Linked DNA regions of Gossypium hirsutum: region 2 is linked to region 1. The links are chromatin contacts, called in public Hi-C maps. All regions are on one chromosome and are shown on one strand. Each heading gives the region's core, a stretch centred on a gene start, on an enhancer-like site or on the middle of the called end of the contact. The rest is flanking DNA. Distances are from core to core; before and after follow the strand shown. Region 1 has its middle 5.8 kb from the start of LOC107936508. Region 2 holds the start of LOC107936496 (splicing factor U2af small subunit B).

Region 1 (7,183 bases), core at 1,311-3,810:
CCTTAACGAAATCTCTTAAAAATTAAGAGCAAAGCGAACTATAGTGTGATTTTATCTGTTTTTAAGCTACAATGAGGATGTAGAAACTTGTTGAGACAAAAAATATAAATTCTTAATCCACTAGCTAAGGATTAGATTGTAATTATAAATAATAAGTGTTATCTTTTTTTTAAGCAATTTCTTTTTCAAGAGAACATTTTTTACTTTTTCAAAATAAACAATATCCCATTGTCTTGGACAATTAAATATCCTCAAAATTATCATCTAAGATAGATATTTTTACACTATTTCAAAAATTCATTGATTTAATCATATGAATATGTAAAATAAATATTTTCAATCCTAATAGGAAAGGGATGGAAACGGATACTTAATTTAAAGTAAGTAAACAGAATTCATACTCGATCTCATAGATACATATAGAATTATGTGAAAAACCGTATTCGATGAAAATCATATGTATAGCTTGGAGTGAGATTTGACATATATTTCGAAGGTCCACCCTACAATACATGAACTTTGATTTGGTGTAATTATACATATGAAATTTTAATTGTGGTTCAAATGTAAACATGAAACTTTAATTTGATTCAATCATACGCATCATCATTAATTGTTTTAATAATTTTTGAGAATTAGATCAAATCAAAATTTCATGTTTAAAATTGTACAAATTCAAATTTCATAATAAATTTAAAATTTATCTATATAATTATATGATTTGCAACTTGTAAAGCGTTAAACTCCACAAATGTTATTGAAAACATGACAAGTGTCCTATTTATTTACATATTAAAAATATTTTATTTTACTATATTTTATAAAATACAAATCATACTCTTAATCCGCTTGTGAAATTCAAAAAAAACCAAAATATAGTGTCATAATTTTGTATCTAAGATTCCCTAAATATTTTAATGTAGGGAAGATAATGAGAAGAAAAGAACAGTGTGTTGGGGAATATGGTTTTCAAGAAAAAGAAGCCCATATATTGGGGAGACAGCATTTTCTTAGTAAGACCCACATGAGGCCCTATGCTCTAATTAGAGCATTTATTTTTACACATTCACAATTTATTTTTATGAAATTTAATATCTGTATTCTTTTATTTGTATCATATCAAATTTTGTTTTCTGTCTTTTTCTGTTTGTTATTGTATTGTCGTTTTAATTATTAACGAAATTAATTTTTAAAAAATTTAGTATTTCGAAATTAATATTTTTATTAAATAAAAATTAATATTTTTATCTAAAAAATTGATTATTTAAATTAATCTAGAAACATGGTTGTCCTTTCTCTCCATGGAGCCTACACACACCAGAAAAAAAAAAAGAAAAAAAAAAGAAAGGAAAAGGCCCAGCAGAGAATCCAATTACAGTGAGATATCATATCAGATTTCAGATCAAAATTCAAAAGTAGCCTTTAAAATTCAATCAAAATTGATCCAATAAGTAACAAACATGAACTGACTAAACAAAGAGCTTGAGACCCCAAGGAGCCTCCTCCACATGATATAAAAAATACAGTGACAAGTTGGAAAGAGTTTTTTTTCTTTTTAAAAAGGGAAAACTTTGGGAATTCTTATGAAAAAAAAATCAATTTCATCTCTAATCATTGTAGTAGGACCCGTGCCCTAAATTCAAGACATGAAAATCTTTGCCACATGGTAGATTTTTTGTTTTTTTAAACATTAGAATCATTCAAACAAGTTACAAGGCAACAAAATATCAAATATGGTAAATAAATCATTAGGCCAAAGGACCGATTGTAATCTTCTCTGTGCCAAAAGAAGAGTTATTCGAGTATGGACATGGAGGAGGGAGAGAGCCACACTTCTGTTGAGCTCAACAACCTTTATAACCGGAGTCCAAAGCGATGGAACATTCACACGCGTCATGTCTGATCAAAACTATGAAAACAAGAAAGAGGCAACAGGAGGGAAGGGAATGTGACTTAATAACATCGGTGTTGATAGAGGTGGCTCAAGCTCGATTTTTAAATTGTTGCCTAGTTCTATGAAACAATGACATCCAGTTAAGAAATGAACCCATCAACAATCGGCAAGTTCGTGTACCTAATTTTCCCTCATTGTCACTCTTAGTAGGAGCGCTTGTGAGGAAAATAGTCAATTATAACAAGAGGACCTTGTGGCAAGAAAGACGAGAAGGGATTCTTTTGAGAATGCTCAGGCAAAAGAACATTGTCAAAGTAAAGGTAGATGGAATGAGAGAAAAAAAAATCTAAAGGAAATAAGAAGTGAAAGTGAAGACATGATTGGGTTAGGTCGATCTGATTTTAATATTTTATGTTCATTTTGAGTTTGAATTATTTCAAATTTTTCTTGTTTTGAGTTTGTTAAAGGTAAAAAGAGCAAGGAGGAGAAAGATGGCGGTTTACATGATAGTGATGTATTGAGAGTCGCTAGGATGGTGATTGGATAAAATAAGAGTGCAAAAAAAAATGTTGAAGAAGAATAACCTTTTTAATGATATGGAAGGGTACTTATAGTTACAAGCGAGGCCCATTTCCCTTAGGCCATATGTGTCCTTGTTGGTCTTGTCATGATAGGCCCTTTAAGGGACATGATAGCCTTCCTAGCTAAACGACGATGGTATTGATGAATTTGATTACCTGGTTGCGATTAAATTGATGTTGACTTAACGAATTTTTACGTGAGCTCTCTGTGTTCTTAATGTGAAGAGGAGGCTCAACACATGTCTTTGGCAAGGTAGGTTGGAGACGTTCTACCTGTCAAGTATGCATGTGCTAGCAAGGTTAAATTGGTGAGGTGTCATCTATAGACAATGTTGTGATCGACAAGGTGATGTTGGCGAGGTATGAAGACAGAGTCATGGCATTTCAAGTTTGAGCTATTTCACATTTAGGTCATCTTGAGTTCAGATTATTTTTTATTCTATGACATTTGGATTAAGATTGTTATTTTTTTATGATCAAATCAGATTGGATCAAATGTGAACTTGAATTAATCAAATTAAATTTTTTAGTTCAAAAAGCTTTAAAAGGTGACAAATTACATTTTGGAAAAGAAATCATTCCAACTTAAGTTGACAAGACTAATCCATGCCTAAGAAAATTGGACAAAACCCATATATGACAAAGGCACATGTTAGGACTGAAAACCAACATATTGTAATTGCATATAACAAGAAGCATTAATCAACAACTCCGATGCCTTATTGAACTTTATTTTAGCAAGAAGCATTAAAAAATTTAAAAAATTATTTGTTATTTTTAACAAATAGTATAATATGTCAATGCCTAAAATTACTCATAGCCCTTTCCCAACCCTTAAATAGGAGGATAATGCGCTTCAGCGTACTCAAACCCACATCCTCCTATACTGACAATAACGCCAATACTAATCAAGCTAAGACTCAATCGACATATTTAATATATTATCATATTCATTTAAATATATATTTATTTATTTATCTTAATTTCACTTTGAAATCTAATGAATGCGCTTTAAAATCGAATCACAGTTCACAGGAGTTAAAAACAACTTTATTTTAATAAATATTATATTTAATATTTTGTTGGAAGTATATTATATTTAATTTGGATTTGGTCAAAATGAGTTCATCACAATTCCATTCATAACAGCATGCAACCCACACATAAAATATTATAGTAAAAAAGGGTCCTTTTTTAGTGTATTGTAGCTGATTTCTTTTATCATTATTTTTCATTATGAAGATGATGCTCATCTGAATCGTGTGAATCATGTTGATTCTATGCCCTAATCTTTTTACTTTTTGAATGGTGTCCACCAAAATGACTGACAAACTTTATTATCGATTTTCGTTTTAATTATCAAATTGGTTCATGAATTATATTGGTTTTTTCATTTAAGTACATAATTTTTTTTTTTAAATTGATATCTAAACTATCCGTTCCCCAAAAGAGAGGCTAGAAAAGCTTTTTCTGGAAGGATCAATATTAAATTATATGTTTTTATAAGATTTAAAATGCAATTTTATTATTGTAATTAATTATAATGTTTTGAAAGGACTAAATCAAAATTTTATAATTTTGGAGGGCAAAGTCAAGTTTTTTTTTTATTTACATTTTAAAGGATAAGAACTGAAATTTTCCCATTTCAGGGAGGCCTACCCCTTTTATCTGAAAAAATATAGGACTTCCAATAAGAATAAGCTACATATCATTTTCTTTTGTTGGCATTGTGTTTTGGAGTAAAATTAAATGAAATTGATAAATTACGTAGATTTAAAAAAAAAAACATAGTTCAAGGATAATTTTGAGCATTGAAAATGCCTAATTATTGAATTTTATAGATTTTATACTTAAAATATATTATTTAAAGTTTAATTTAATAGTAATAGAGTTGTGACTCAATTTTTTATTGAAATAAAATATAAGTGGCAAGACAGGCTGCACAAGAAGAATTCGTATAGAAGTCTACTTCATCTGTTTGATATTGATTTGAATAAGGTGTTTCAATATTATTGATTACTTCCATTAGATGTTCATTAGAATAAGGTTTTCTAAACCTATAAATAAAGTCAGTTCAACATAGTGAATTTTTTCTCCTCTACCCATGATTTTTTTTCTGAAATGGTTTCTATATAAAATCTGTGTGTTCTTTTTCTCTTTTTTTTTACCATTATCGTCATTCTGTTTTTACAAATAGCATCTTAATATTAATGATAAAAAATTAAATTTACTGAAAAAAAAAAAGCAAACTAAACATCTATAGACTTTAGTGGAATTGATACAATTTATGAACACCAATTATCAATTATAAGTTAATAACAACACCATTTATAACAAATATTGTTATGATTTTCAATTGGTAAACAAAACACGTAATTAAATAATAGGGTTTTTTATTATCTAATTATGGTTTTAATCATTATACTAGGTTGAAATTTAATCATTTTACATTAACTTCATTCCTTTGTTTTTATAAGATTATTAGTAGATCTATAGTACATTAGTTATTATTATTAAAATGATAGTTTTTTTTTAATTAATCTTGAACATCCAATTTGTAAATTTATTATAGGCTCAATATTATTGATGAATTTTTTATGTTTTTAATTGTATAAACGAGTAACTGTTAAAAAGATTTCATATATCAGTTTAACAATGGTAACGAACAATGTTATCAATTTGGACATACTAATAACATTGTAAAAAATAGAATGATCAAATTATGTCAAATTAAAGTAAAATGATTAAATTGTAAAATTCAACATAGTAGAATAGCTAAATTCATAATTAGACCCCCCTCTTTCTCTCTCTCTTTTTCTCTTGAATCTACAAACAATGACAATGAGGCCTTGGCTTAATGATAAAATTCTAAGATTATTGAAATTTTGGATTCAAGTATCACCGTATGTAAATTTTCTCTATATCTATTATGACTGTGCTATTCAGATTGACTATGATAGAAACCTGATATGTTCAGCGATCCAATTATATGTTATAATGTTAATTGTTATTATAATCATCTCAATTCTAATAAGAGATATATCTTAAAATCATATATGAACGTTGATTTAATGTAAAATATGATAAATGAATTTTTTCAATTTTCTCGAATCACTAACATCGTTATTAATATAGTGAAATTTTATATTTACACATTATATGCATGAACTATTATACTTATCTAATGAAAATAAAAATTTTACATGTATAGTTACATCAAACCAAAGTTCATGTATCATATTTTATATTTATTAAAATTTATTTGCAAATTTGAGATTCATCCCTACTATATCTATAACCTCTTAAAAAAAACAATTATTTCGTGAAAATAAAATTACAATAGAAAGTTTTGATAAAGTCTTGGCTCAATAACAAGGTTAGAAGCCCACGTTTTAAATAATATTTGATTTCGTTACTAGAATAATTAAAAATTAATAAAATTATTAAAAAAACTATAAAATCAGTTCAATAGATTCGATTTTTGATATTTTGTCCTGATTCATTTAAAGATCGATTTAATAAATCGATACAGAGTTTAACTACTCTACCTAGTTGATTCAATTTGGTTCAAATAATATTGATTAAAATTAGAAACCAATTGAGGTACTCGTTGACTTGAAAGTTGATATGGGCCAATAGAATTGAAAAAAAATAATCCAATCGAATTCGATTTTTTATATTTATGATTTTTTTATGATTTACTTAATCAAACAAATTAAATTAAAAAACAGGTGACTTGATCGTTGGTGCAAGGATCAGATTTTGAAAACCTGGGTAGAAGCTTGAAGAAAGGGCCTTTAGCCTTAGTGGGGCCTTTTAGGTACTGATGAATTAATCCAACGGTTACGAAGCATCAAGTGATCCGAAACGTGTGCACTCTAGATCACATCACGCCCGATAAGACATAATAACGTCCTTGTCGGAATAGCGCCGCGTGCCTTACGAAAGGACATCCGCTTTTGTGGTTTTGAATGTAAAAAAAAAAAGGGAAAAAGAAGAAGAAAATTAAATTCCACTGCTTTCCCTATTTAGCTTCCCATAGACTCTCCCTTCCCCGTTTTACACTTCACCACCGTCCACTAAAAAATCCCCATCCTCCAAAAGTCATTTAATTGCAATAACAGGACATTAATTTCGAATATATTCTTGTTCATAAACAACGATACAGAAAAAAGATAATTTTGAAGTGAAAGCAATAAATGAGGTATTTTAAGCTTTAGTTCCATCATTAACCCCTCTGGTTAATGCTCTTTTAACAAAATAAAAAAAAAATCAAATATCCTGCAAAGTTACTCTTGAACGTAATAATCAATTATTAAAAGAAATTACGAGAGACTTTAAATTTCGCAAATGGGACCAGATGTTGCAGGGCCTGAAAGACTGCAATTGTCAAAGAATTAAAAGCAAATGAAATCTCAAATTCAAAAGCTCTCTCGCTGAAATCTGCATCTACTTTGCCTCCCTTTCTTCTTACGTTTTAAATGGCAGAGAGATCCAGAACAGGGGGGAAAGAGATAAAAGCAAACAACGCGCAGAGACAGGGACCATAGAGCTGAGAAAAATATAGAGGACTAAAACGAAAGAAAAAGAAAAGGTCATAACCTAACACACAAAACAACATATTTTATATATTTTTTTATTAATTCATCAAAACTCATACTAGATTGAATTAAATTACTAAAAATAAAAATATAAAGATTAAATTCCA
Region 2 (7,183 bases), core at 1,996-4,495, 45 kb after region 1:
TGATTTCAAGTCATTTTTTCTTTTGGACTTTTAGGTTCCTTGGTTATTAAATTTTTATTTGGGTGGGAACCACGTGTTTGTGCCTTTTTGTGTTGAAACAAGTATTAATAAGACTAGTAAAAATAAACAATTCATAGAGAAGTACGAATATGTCTTTCAAGTTTTAAATATGACATCATTTGCATTGTATGTGTGTTGACTAGGAAAATTAAGTAATTAACCCATTTATTAGGAAATGTCCTTTCATTTGGTAGCAATAGAGGGGAGGGAAATAGAAAAGGAAGGACAATGCATAGTTGTCTGACTTGTTGGGATCAGAATAAATATCAGATTTCTACATCTTTTAGCTTTTTCTTTTTTAGGTTTTTCTATAAACAAATCATCGCGGATGGTTATTTTCATATTCAAATTAAATATTTCCAGATTTTTTATCATTTACTCACTCAATGCTTTTGTTTCTGCCTGTTAGAAACCACTGTTAAACAAATTGAAGATACGTTTAAGGAGTTCACTACACGGGAGGATATTGCTGTCGTTCTGATTAGCCAATATGTAAGTTTTTTCCAGCAGATATTGCCATAAATTATCAATTCTATTCTGCAGTTTTTATGCGAATATCTATATGTTTGTTAAGCTGTATCGTGCACAGAAGTTGTAATGTGTAGCTGGAGATCTATGAAATGCTAACAAACACAGATCATGTAAATTCTCTTGCTTCCATCTCATTATTAAGTCGCACAGATCATGTAAATTCTCTTGCTTCCATCGCATTATTAAGTCACACTTACACTGCTCCATAGAATTGACTGTTGGTCAATTATCTGTGACATGTTAACCTATATTGCCTTAAAGCTCAGAAACACATATACTGGATTCAGTAATGAAGTGCAGTGTTTAAGTGACTCTCTAACTTGTTACATGAATCATGTTATCAATAACAATAATAGGGACTGCTACATTAGTAATACCGATGATGAGATCTGATCAAATAAAAGATATGCCATTTGATAAAATGCCTCTGTAAAATATGGTTAGTACCTAAACTTCTTCATGACCAGCTAGTGTTCTACTTCTTGTCTTGCTTGCTCGTACTGTCTTATTGATAATTTCATCTTATTCTGATATTGGCTATCCTAGCCTACTACCTAGTTAGATTAACCAAATGACACTGCCTTTTGAATCTTTTACATTCATAGTTTGATCTATAATGATAACCGGTCCAGACACAAGTACAGAATTTCTATTTGAATTTCATTGGAAACCAAGTTCGTATTTGCTAAATTAAGCTGTGGCCCTCTACCTTTTTAATCGCAGGTTGCAAATATGATAAGGTTTCTGGTGGATAGCTACAACAAGCCTGTTCCAGCGATCTTGGAGATTCCATCTAAGGATCATCCATATGATCCGGCACATGATTCAGTTCTTTCACGGGTTAAATACCTCTTTTCTGCAGAATCAGTGGCATCTGGGAGGCGTTAAATGCCAATAGACACTTAGTCTCATTGTGTTTCTATTTCCTTAATGATTCGTTTATTATGGGTGACTAAAATTATTCTTTCCAGACAATTGGTAGTGGTTCTCGTCTCAAATTCCATGAACTACAGTATGCAACTTTTAGTTGGAGATATGCTTTAGTGGCTTTTTTTTTTTAATTGAATAAGATGTTTGACTAGAGTTCGGAGGATTCATCAGTCATCATCCAACGGATGCCTCCTTGTTAACATTAAGGTAACGATGGTTCTATTGAATGGCACTCTTTTTTCTGGCCGGGTTTGCTTGAAATCTTGTTGATTAGAGAAAGATAAGCTGGAATCTATGGTGTAGGGAGCCTATTAAATTGTTGTAGCTCGTTTTAAGGTACTTGAAAAATAAGTTCCACTAGTGTTATATGGCCTTGTAAGCTTGTAGCTGGAACTATTAATTGGCGAGGCTAGGTTGGTTTTAGATCATATCAATTTGAGTCCGGGTAATTTATAAGATAAAATTTTTGGGTTTGGAGTCATTTTGGTTGAGAGTCAGTTTTGGGTTTAGACTTCAGTTCGTGTCATTCTACGTTGCTATGGAAATTTCGAATTTGTTATGCAGAGTTTTTCAAGTCATTTTAACTTTGAATCATTTCAAGATCGAATTATTTTAAGGTTATCGAGTCCAAATGAATTCAATCCAATTCAGAATTTTGAGTTTGGATTATGTTGGATTATGGATTTAGGATCAACAAGTCTGGCTGAAAAATTTTGGTTTGCACAAATTTATAAAATGCTAAAGTTCTCCAACGGGATGCAATTAAGATTCCTGGTTGATTTTTCATTAATTTATATTCTAACAATTTTTTCTTTGGTGAAACTATCTGCTAAGTCAATTTGTGACCGATTAACATTAGTTCACATTAGTTGCTTCATGTTGATTGAGTTTTAGCTCGTTTAAGGGTTCGAGTGTGTTGAAATGTAATTGGAGAATAATTATGGATAGTCTTAGGTATCAACAAAAGAAAAAGTTAGTGTTAAATCAAATTATGACAAAGTTAATAATCATTATTTAAAAAATGCCATAACTTTTTTCATTTGCAGTTTAAATATTAAATCTTGTTCAAATTTAATCTTTGATTCATTTCATAATAGAAGGGTTAATTTATTCTTGTCCTTATAATAGAGCAATTTACTAAATACTTTCACATTTTTTCTTTGGGTATACTACATCCAAAATCATTGAATTATTGATAGTTTATGTTTTACTCATTCAATTTTAAAAACTTACAAAATGATCATTAAATTATTTGCAATTTTTTATTTAAGTCATCAAGCTATTTAAATCGTAGTTTTATGGTCTTCTCTGTTCTCACCTTCGACACCAATCGAAAGGGTAAACTTCCCCTTCTCTTTTACAGTTCATGAAACAACTTTGAACATCACGAATTTGCAAAACAAAATTTAAATTGTTTTCTTCTTTGACACTGACCATCAGATCGTCTTAGATCTGACATATGTTCTACTTGTTAATAGGTATTGTTCCATTGTACCGATCATTATATTGTCGCTCGAAGGTCACCATTTAGACTTTTAAAAAAATCTTAACAGTCTAGTAACTTAAATGAAAACATTTGAATAGTATAGTGACTATTTTGTAACTTTCTAAAGTTGAGTGGCTAAAATGTAAACATACTAATAATTTATGACCTTTGGTGTAGTTCACCCTTTTTCTCTTCAAAGCCCATCATAGACCCATTTTGTTTAAGGGATCATTAAGCCCATCATTTACCAAACAACCGGTCTTTGATTTTTGTTTACGAAGGCTTTCCCCGGCGTATGCTCCATCTCTCTCTTTCCCTTTCTTTTCCAAAAGAACTCCAAAAATTAGGGTTTCGAAAACCCTAACTTTACCATAGCTTCCCAATTCTATTTCTTCTTCATCCCTTTTGTTTTTAATAGAAATTAAATTTAATAATCTCGTTATTGTGTTTGATTTCCTTCAACAATGGCGGAACACTTAGCCTCTATCTTCGGTACCGAGAAGGACCGTGTTAATTGTCCCTTTTATTTCAAGATTGGAGCTTGCCGGCACGGTGACCGGTGCTCACGTCTCCATAACCGGCCGACGATCTCCCCAACCATCCTTCTTTCCAACATGTATCAGCGGCCAGATATGATCACTCCCGGAGTAGATCCCCAAGGACAACCCATAGATCCTCGCAAGATCCAGGAACATTTCGAGGATTTCTACGAGGATATCTACGAGGAACTAAGCAAGTTCGGTGAGATCGAGAGTCTTAACGTTTGTGATAACCTCGCCGATCACATGATTGGAAACGTATATGCTCAGTTCAGGGAGGAAGATCAAGCGGCAGCCGCTCTCCAGGCACTTCAAGGAAGGTTTTACTCCGGTCGACCCATCATTGCCGATTTTTCCCCGGTTACCGATTTCCGTGAAGCCACGTGTCGGCAATACGAGGAGAATAACTGTAACCGTGGTGGTTATTGCAATTTCATGCACGTCAAAGTAATTGGGAGAGACCTTAGAAGGAAACTGTTCGGAAGTTACCGGAAATACAGAGGACATCGGAGTAGGAGCAGAAGCGGAAGTCCTCGCCCCCGCCGTGATAGGGATCGCGACCGTCACCGTGACCGTGATGATAATCGCGATAGGAATGGTCGAAGACCTGATAGGACTGACCGTGACGCCGGTGGTCGGAGAAAAAATGGAAGTCCTAAACGAAGCCATAGTCGAAGCCGAAGCCGAAGCCCTCCACCTGCTAGGGAAGGGAGTGAAGAACGTAGAGCCAGGATTGAACAATGGAATCGAGAAAGGGAAGAGAAGCCATAAGAGCAAGCTCTTTAGACCACGGTTTGATCTATAATTTTCATTTCTCTTCCCTTTTTGGTTATAATTATTTATTTTTCTAATTTCAGAAATGTTTTTGTTATGTTTCTGCAACTTTGGGTAAAACTTAAATATTCATTTCGAGCTATGCGTGACACCATTTTAGCTGTTACAATGTCTTTTTAAAGGGAGTATCTGTATCTCTGTTGAATAGTTTCCTTTTATTTTTGTCCATTGTTAAAGAGATTCAAGCTACTTTAATATCAGTTCTTGCTTTAATTTGCTTACTCAAGTACTCTGTTTTAGTCAGATTCTTATGCTCTTCTTAAAGTTCTTCTCTCAGGTTAAATGCTACTATTAATCCTTGGTACTTTGTAAATGTTATAGATTTAGTCTCTATTATTTGATCTATTTTAGTCCCTATATTTTTTAAATTTTAAAAAAAAAATTAGTCTTGATCCAGATAGTAGCAGTTAAGTATGTGAAGTTAAGTCCAATTATTAGGTCTATATTATGCCTATAGTTATCTTAGTCCATATTTTCCAATTTGATCCTTCTAAAAGCAAACGATAGTCATTAATTCATTAATTGAATTTTTAGGGAGTAGATGTGATAATAATATTATCACATCATATTTTAAAAATAGTATAACTTAATAAATTTAAAAGTTAATTGTTTGGTGAGACTAAAATTTTAAAATTTTAAAATTCAAAAAGTATAGGGATTATAAATATTAGGATTTAGCTCATTTTTGAAACCTACTATGCAGAATTTTATTAATTTTTATTTTTATTAATTTTAAATTTTGAAATTTTATCATATTTTATATGTAAATTGGATTTAAATTTTTTCTCTAATTTGAGTATTATATTTTTTTCGAATTTTAAGAATTTAGTTTTGATTCAAAAATCATTATTACATTCCTCAACTAAAATAATCTAACTTTTTTAGAAGTAAATGAAAATAACTGTTAATTTTAGAGAAAATAATTAGTTGATATGTTAGTACATATGAGATAATATATTTATAGAATTAAATGAAAATAACTATTTTTTTGAGAGAAAAATTAGTTGATATGAAATAATGTATTTATTGTATAAAATTTTAAAAATAATAAAAATGCATTTAATGTATGTTATTTAGTAATGATTAAAACTTTAAATTTCAAAGAAAGTAGAAAAATTATGTGCACAATTCACATCTCGAGTTTAGAAGTTTGGTTGAATAAGTTTTTGACGACATTAAAGATCATTTTTCGAGTTCAAACGAGAGAAAATAATTCAGAAATTTATTGTATCCCCCATAAGACAGAGCACCCAATGAATTTAACTTTAAAAACTAATTAAAAATAAAATTCGATCTCAAAATTGTACTTTCAAACCCAAGATTTTCACATTATTTCAAAGAAATTCCAATTTGCAAGGAAAAAAGTATCCAGTCTGATTTAGTTCCCATTAAAACTTTCAAGGAAGTACAGATTTCAAGGATTTGGTAAAAGTTTCTAATGCCTTCAATCCTTCATCAGGAGACTTAGCTTCACCCAGCACCTTCACCATCGCACTCCCGACGATCACACCGTCGGCTCCCCATCCAGCAACCTGTTCGTCACTATATATTCTCATTCATTCAACGAGCAAACTACATTGAACCCAAAAACAAAAATTGGTAAATACAAAGGAAGACAGACCTGCTTCACATGCTCGGGTTTCGATATGCCAAAGCCAACAGCAACAGGCTTGGTTGTTACCTGCCGTACCGAAGTTAAAACCGTCAAAATGCAAGTAAAAAGGGTACTTGAATTATCAAAATCTATAATTGTAAAATAAGGAAAGAAATAGAATCTATTAAAGGTTTGTTGATTTGTCACCTAAACAAGATTTTTGTAATGACTTTGATAAATGCACCGAGCACAAGCTCGACTTAGTTACCAATCAAGGACTATTCAAGAACGTTTAAAACATATAATGCTAACTAATGATAATAGTGATTCTTATTTGTCGATACAAACCTCTTTAATTTCGGCTAAAAGAGTCTGAACCCGATCGCTAACAGATGCACGAGCACCAGTAACTCCAACTGAGCTCACCTGCATTAAAGACAAAAGTAATCAAGGAAAACAATACGGGAAAAAAAACAGTGGTCAACTTTGGAAGAGGATCTTACGAGATACACAAATCCTTCCGCTGCTTCAACAATAGCTTTCATTCGGTCTGTCGGTGTAGTTGGTGTTGTAAGCATTACCTTAACCACACAAGCAGATTAGTCGTACTAGATTGACTATAAGCATTTATTGCAGAAACGAAAAAGGGGAAAAAGCATTGCTATGATTTAGACTATAGCTAATTGGGTCGTAATGCTGCCTTCAAATATTACGAGCGGGCATTTATTAGTAGTAATAAAGGTAGATATGATATTCTTATAGCGGAACATACCAGTTCGATCTTATTTTTGAGAGCTTCTCTACTCAAAAGTTCGGTCTCTTCTAGAGGGACATCTGGAACCACCAGTCCTGCAAATATTTACGGAATTATCAAGGTAAGCACGTTGGGATTCTTGAAGGGAACAAGAATAAAAAACAACCAAATCTCCGCAACGAAAAATCGTATTAGGCCTATGTTTCGGATTATATAAACGAATCGATAGATAGTTACAAAGCCAGCATGAGCAACAACATATTCAAAATTCCGGGTTTTCTTAATAAAAGCCTAAAAATTTAAAACGAAAAACATAATCAACTACCTCTATAGGATGCTATCTACAAAGAAAACGACGTGGAAACCAAGAATAGTTGAACAGTTAAGAACTTCTTTAAAAAAGTAGGTTAAATGCTGCTATTAGTCCCCATACTTTTAACATGTTCATTTTCAAA

The links. Hi-C and Micro-C count contacts between places; a contact is called where the count stands out from the background.
Region 2: a Hi-C map of leaf shows a contact between it and region 1, with 2.3 times the contacts expected there. The contact joins the promoter of LOC107936496 here to the enhancer-like site in region 1. A contact is called at or near these places in 5 of 34 Hi-C or Micro-C datasets (callus and leaf).

The regions. Positions count from the first base shown.
Region 1 is chrA08:119,145,076-119,152,258 of Gossypium_hirsutum_v2.1, forward strand. No RefSeq gene overlaps it. Among protein-coding and RNA genes, the nearest start is that of LOC107936508, 5.8 kb to the right of the region's middle. Within about 2 kb of position 2,561, at least 5 of the 9 cell types and tissues checked have an H3K27ac peak or open chromatin away from gene starts, as enhancers often do. A contact at or near this core is called in leaf, where this site is marked.
Region 2 is chrA08:119,189,270-119,196,452 of Gossypium_hirsutum_v2.1, forward strand. It overlaps LOC107936496 (splicing factor U2af small subunit B), which reads left to right and starts at 3,246. Exons shown (of 1, transcript XM_016869227.2): 1 at 3,246-4,601. The coding sequence starts at 3,472. The coding sequence ends at 4,317. LOC107936497 (V-type proton ATPase subunit F) reads left to right here. Exons shown (of 5, transcript XM_016869228.2): 4 at 470-552; 5 at 1,315-1,763. The coding sequence ends at 1,479. It overlaps LOC107936474 (tryptophan synthase alpha chain), which reads right to left. Exons shown (of 9, transcript XM_016869204.2): 5 at 6,747-6,823; 6 at 6,478-6,555; 7 at 6,323-6,400; 8 at 6,002-6,061; 9 at 5,682-5,912. The coding sequence ends at 5,778.